2 separate regions of the Mus musculus genome follow, and region 2 is linked to region 1. Evidence: chromatin contacts called from public HiChIP or PLAC-seq data. All regions are on one chromosome and are shown on one strand. Each heading gives the region's core, a stretch centred on a gene start, on an enhancer-like site or on the middle of the called end of the contact. The rest is flanking DNA. Distances are from core to core; before and after follow the strand shown.

Region 1 (2,967 bases), core at 131-2,630:
GTGCTGGGATTAAAGGCATGCACCACCACTGCCCAGCTCTTGCCTGCTTTTTGAAGGGAGGAGGATACTATTTTTTACTTTGCAATGTGGGAATGCTGATGGAGATTAGAGGACAACTTGTGGGAGGTAGTTCTCTCTTTCCATTCTGCTGTTTCCAAGGACTGAACTCGGTTATAGGCCTGGGTAGCAAGTACCATTAGCCACTGAGCTATCTCATCCACCCAGAGGTCTCACTGAACAAGTCACCTCACCCATAGGGGACTCAGTTAAAAAAAAAAAAAAAAAGATCCACTTTATTTTTATGAGGATTAAATGAGTTAAATGCAAAGTAGCAATGTGCCTAGGATGTGATTTTAAGTAGGATTTAAACGGTGATAACTGTCTGACTCAGAAGTCCCACTACTGCTACAGTTGGTCCTGACAATCCTCAAGATGTCTGTAGGAAATTGTTGATCCCCTCACCCTCCTTCCTATTTTGGGTAGGATAGTTTTTTCAAAAACTATCAGTCTAGGCCAGGCCAAAGTGGGAAAAGAACACCTGGACCTGGTTTCTTCTCCTCTTCCTCTTCCTCCTCCTCTTCCTCCTCCTCCCCCTCCTCCTCCTCCTCCTCTCCCCCTCCTCCTCCCCCCCCTCCTCTCCCTGCCCCTCCTTCTCTTCTTCCTCCTTTTCCGTGAAGAACCCTTAAGCTGGATCTGGCTGAACGTCCCGTCCCCCCCTCCCCCCGCCCCTTCCTCCTCCTCCCTCGCGTGCGCCAGTGATGTCGGACAGCATAGGGCTCCCTCTTCTGATAAAAGGTGAGAACAGCTTTGGCCCTTAGTTTCTGAGATGGGCGTAGATGATCTATCTGCAATGTGGCTTTTGGTTTATTTTTATTTTATTTTATTTTTCAGCTCCTTTTGTTGGATGCTGTAGCCGGTCATAGGGAATAAAGTTTGAGGGAAAATAGCCACGGCTGGGGCAAATTTGGCTTAATATTTCAGAAGTGCAAAGCTGGATAATTCGATTAGAATGAGGGTAGAGGACTGGAGAATCGGGTCAGGTAATGAAAGAATTTGGGCCCCATTGAATTAATTTTACATTCTTTCAACAGGTGATGGCATGCAGCCACAGGTAAGATGACAAGGTGACTTATTCAACATTTCAAAACCATGTGTCCTGGGCCCTCTGACTGCTCTCACGTACTCAAAAATAATGGGGACAGAGCCGAACTACTAGGGAAGCTTGGCTTGAGGAGACAGTAGATTATAAAGAAAGACTGGAGTCCCGGACCCCAAAATGGGGAGGAGCAAGTGTTGAAACGGGACCAGTTTCCTCTTTAAGACCCACCCCAGAGCGCTGGCCCCGCCTCACGCCGTTGCTGCTGCGACCCGCCCCCTTCCACTCGCCCCCGGGCCGGGCTGGGGCTCCCGGTTCCGCGCCCCTGGCTACGGGGTACGGCCCCCTATCCACCAGTACTTGGGTGAGTAAGGAGGGAATGGCCAGTTTGGACCACAGGGTAACGCCACTTCGGGAGCCCCGCCACGAGGTCCGGCCTCCGCAGGCCTGCGGTCTAGGCGCCTACCTGCCTGTGCCCACACTCAGAACCCCGGGAACTGCAGGCATCCAGGTGCTGAACTGTCTTGCTTTTGTCCACTCGGTGGCAGGGCTAGGTGTGCTGGGTTTAAAGACTGCCTCATTTATTCCGCAGGGCCTTTTGCTCGAGATTCCTCCAGGCACTGCAGATGGAGGCGTGGGGGAGCCCTGGAATCTCAGACTAGTTTTGAATCCCAGCTCTGCCAGTTACTAGCTTGTGGCTTTGAGTAAGTGGTTTTTTTTTTTTTTTTTTTTTTTTTTAAACTACCCTGGGACTTACTTTCTTTTTCTATGAAATGGGAACCCGGAGGACAACACCGTCTCCTAAAATAAATAGAACTAAAAGAGATATTGTATATCAAGTACTGAGCTCAGAATGTAGATTCTGACAGGAGTGTGGTAGTGAGATCTTTAGGGACTTTGGATATGAAGTGGTGGTACTTCTACAAAAACAGTTTTCAGAGCCTTGTAATCTTAGTAACAGGGAGGCAAGGACAGAAGGATTGGGAGTTTCCAGCAAGCCTGGACTACACAGTAAGATCTTTTCTCTGGAAGAGTGTACATAAACACGTGCACACACAAACTAAAATAAAATGAAATCAACTAAGTAGTGCCAATGAAGAACTCCTAGGTTGCCTAGGAGCAGAACTTAAGGTAGTGGGCTCCTCAAACTGAGCTATCAAGCAGTGGCCATGGTGGAGAGGCCTTCCAAGTAATCTAGACCATGTGATTTCCTCTTTTACAATTTGAAACAGGCCCAGGATGGTTAGGTGACTTGTCCAAGGTCATACATGTAAAAGGGAGGCCAGGCACACTGCCAAGAAGTAGAAGCAGCTATCTTTTCTGTTTGTTTCTGACACTGTCCTTGAATGCCACCCCCTGCCCCCCATTGACCCTGCATGGGGTAAGGTCCAGGGTAAGGTTCTTTCAAGCTGACGATCTGGTCTTCAGTTAGAGGATCCCAGTGGTTCACGGATACAGAGCAGCTGGCTTTGGGGAGGACCATTAGGAGGAGGATTGGGTTAAATCTACTTCAGAGAGTCTAGGTGTGGGCTGGCTGGCCACAGTGCTCTTGTGTAGGGCCCTATCTAGAGAATGGGTGAGATCTGGGAGGGTCATCAATGCCACTTCCAACTTCCCAGGGAGATGCTTGACCAAATATTTATTGCCCCAAAGGGGAGGAAGAACTTGAGAACTTGGGTCGGGCTACTTGGCAGAGAGGTAGGTGGAAAGGCAGAGGAAAATGTGGAGGTGTACCCACCTGTTTCTGGAATGCTAGGAGGCCAGCCTGAGATCAGAGTTCTATTTAAGGGTGGGGCCAGAAAGAGTCATGGCTTGAGACCAGAAGGGCCGGTTTTTATGTATCTGGAGCCAGCTATAGTTCGGCACCAAGA
Region 2 (2,845 bases), core at 209-2,708, 200 kb after region 1:
AACATTTTATGAAAAAATAACTAAATTTTTAAACTAAAACCAATATTTTTCTTTTTTGTTTTTTTTTCCCAAGACAGGATTTCTCTGTGTAGCCCTGCTGTCCTGGAACTCATTCTATTCTTTTTGTTGTTTCTAATACAAGCTTTCTTTCTTTTTTTTCGTTCTTTCTTTCTTTTTTTTTTCTTTTGGTTTTTCGAGACAGGGTTTCTCTGTATAGCCCTGGATGTCCTGGAACTCATGATGTAGACCAGGCTAGCCTGGAACTCAGAAATTCGCCTGCCTCTGCCTCCCAAGTGCTGGGATCAAAGGTGTGCGCCACCACTGCCCAGCTACAAGCTTTCTTTATAGATTAGGCTGGCCTTGAACTGGTGAGCTCTTATTGCCTCTGTCTCCTGAAGATTGGGATTATCATCGGGTACCACCACAGCCATCCTACATTCCATTATTAGTGTTTATATTCAGTCTGTTGTAAAAGAAAGAGGGTAAAAAGTCAATTAATGGCAGACATAGGGGCTAATGCCTGACATCTAAGAACTCAGAGAAGGTAGAGGCAGGAGGATCAGAAGTTCAAGACCACCTACTTCTACTTAGTAGATTCAAGGCCACCCTGAGCTGCATGGAACCTTTCCTTAAAAAAACCTAAAGCTAGGATTATAGAGGTGGGTTAGTAGTTAAGAGCGCTGGTTCCTCTCCCAGAGGTCTGGGATGTGTGAAAGTGTGCGCAGGTGCCTACAGAGGCCGGAAGCATTTGCTCCCTTTGGAGCTAGAGTTATAGAAGGTGTGAACTGCTTCATAACTGAGGCATGTGCATCTGTGTGCAGGTGCCAACAGAGGCCGGAGGCATTGGCTTTCTTTGGATGTGGAGTTACAGGCAGTTCTGAGCTACCTCGTATGGTGCTAGGAATTGAACCTGGGTCTTCTGCAAGAGCACTATTCACTCTTAGCTGCTGATCACCTATGCATCCTCCAGAATTATGTTTTCAACCATGTGCTGTGGCTACCATATTGTGATTTTTTTTTAATTTAGTATGTTTTTTTTTAAATAGATATGGGTATTTGGCTTGATCTCTGCCTGTATACCCCATGTGTGCCTGGTGCTCAAGGAGATTAGAAGAAGGTGTTAGAGTCCCTGGAGTTGTTGTTAGAGATGGTTGTGAGCTGCCGTGTGGGTGCTGGGCACTGAGCTAGGTTCTCTGGAAGAGCAGCCCGTGCTCTGAACTGAGCATCCTCTAGCCCACACTGTGATGTCTTGAGGCCCATTTACAATAAGGCTATTCAGTAGCACATATATTTCTGAAGAGACCAGGAAAGCTGTCTGAGACTGGCTGTTTGACCAGGAGAATAAGCTAATGTGATAGCAGGGTTCTGGAGACTGCATTCTGCTTGGCACTATCCACAGTGTGCTCTTAAGTAGGCTGCTGTTCTTCTCTGTGCTTACTTCCCTGTATGTGAAATTCAGAGAAGAGGCTTTGTCATTTCTTCCTAGTGCAAGAATTGTAAAGCAGGTATGGACTCAGAGTTGTAAGGCATTGCACAGAGGTGTTAGGGAGGATGTTAATGCTAACAAACAGACTCACATTCTCATGCCCTCATAGGTTCGGGAGGCCTTGAGGAAAGCAGAGAAGGAGCTGGAATCACACAGCTCATGGTATGCTCCTGAGGCCCTGCAGAAGTGGCTGCAGCTGACCCATGAGGTGGAGGTGCAGTACTACAACATCAAGAAGCAAAATGCAGAGAGGCAGCTGCTGGTGGCCAAGGAGGGGGTGAGGCCTGCTCTCCTGAGGGCTTCCTTTGCCCTCTTCTCTCCTCCCTGCCCTCTTCTTTCTATGCCCCTGCCCCTCCCCCCCCCCCACTCTGTCTCTGCTTTACCCTGTCCCTCCCTTTGAGTGAAGAGATGAATGGGCCGTGGATTCTGTTTCTTTTTCTAATGTACACTGCTTAGTAATGTACTGAAGTTTTTGGAGGAGAACCTGAGGGTATAGGGGTACTCTGCCCTGTCTTCTGGGGATAATAAAGCAAGGAGGAGGGGTAGACGGAAAGCCATTTCAGCTTCCCTTCCGGAAAAGGCTGCCAAGGGAACAGAGGTCCTTCTGGGGCGTGACTAAGGCTGGAACCTTTTACTTGTGCATCTCAGCAGGTTCCTGAGGTCCGCCCACTTCCTCCCTTGCTTTACTTCTCACTCTGCTCCTTTCCTCTTTCTCTTCCTTCTCCTGTGAAGCTTAAGTTAACACAACTTATGAGGAGGACCCAGCCATGGGAAGGCCTCATTTCTTCCAACCATGAACCCATACTCTCTTTATATTGGGGGCTTCCTCTTGGCAGGCTGAGAAAATAAAAAAGAAGAGAAACACGCTTTTTGGTACCTTCCATGTGGCCCACAGCTCTTCCCTGGATGATGTGGATCATAAAATCCTAACTGCTAAGTAAGTAGCACCAGTTACCAGCTCCAGCAATGCTAATGCCATCCTTAGAGACTGAGGTTACGTGAGGCCTCTAACCCCAGTCCCATCTCCTCACAATAGCATGACAGCTCTGGTCTCCTACACAAGCTCTGATCCAGCTTCCACTTTGCTCTTAAGTTTATGATTTATTGTGGTTTTTATTCATACATGCACCTACCCCAGTTTGTTCCTCTCAAAAGAGATCTTGTTCTTATTGGGGTTTCCACACGGTCCACACCTGCAGTTCTTTCTTCTGACTTTAGGCAAGCTCTGAGTGAGGTGACAGCGGCACTGAGGGAGCGCCTGCACCGGTGGCAGCAGATCGAGATCCTCTGCGGTTTCCAGATTGTCAATAACCCCGGCATCCACTCCTTGGTGGCTGCTCTCAACATCGACCCCAGCTG

Evidence for each region. HiChIP or PLAC-seq counts read pairs in DNA pulled down with a chosen protein or histone mark.
Region 2: an H3K4me3 HiChIP or PLAC-seq map of bone marrow-derived macrophages shows a contact between it and region 1, with 5 times the contacts expected there. The contact joins the enhancer-like site here to the promoter of Pgap2 in region 1. A contact is called at or near these places in 4 of 39 promoter capture datasets (the C10 cell line, epiblast stem cells, hippocampal neurons and 1 more), 2 of 15 datasets of contacts at CTCF or cohesin (the NIH/3T3 cell line and large pre-B cells), 8 of 484 Hi-C or Micro-C datasets (the 3T3-L1 cell line, 3T3-L1-derived adipocytes, B cells and 5 more), 19 of 115 datasets of contacts at active chromatin or transcription factors (the HPC-7 cell line, the SCID.adh cell line, T-cell acute lymphoblastic leukemia and 12 more) and 4 of 9 other capture datasets (adipose tissue, embryonic stem cells, liver and 1 more).

Annotation. Positions count from the first base shown.
Region 1 is chr7:102,221,691-102,224,657 of GRCm38.p6, forward strand. Pgap2 (post-GPI attachment to proteins 2) reads left to right here and starts at 1,381. Exons shown (of 7, transcript NM_001382592.1): 1 at 1,381-1,460; 2 at 1,689-1,800.
Region 2 is chr7:102,424,378-102,427,222 of GRCm38.p6, forward strand. It overlaps Stim1 (stromal interaction molecule 1), which reads left to right. Exons shown (of 12, transcript NM_009287.5): 8 at 1,596-1,763; 9 at 2,323-2,423; 10 at 2,705-2,845. Among named protein-coding and RNA genes, the nearest start is that of Rrm1, 16 kb to the right of the region's middle. Within about 2 kb of position 1,459, at least 95 of the 459 cell types and tissues checked have an H3K27ac peak or open chromatin away from gene starts, as enhancers often do. A contact at or near this core is called in the HPC-7 cell line, adipose tissue, bone marrow-derived macrophages and 5 more, where this site is marked.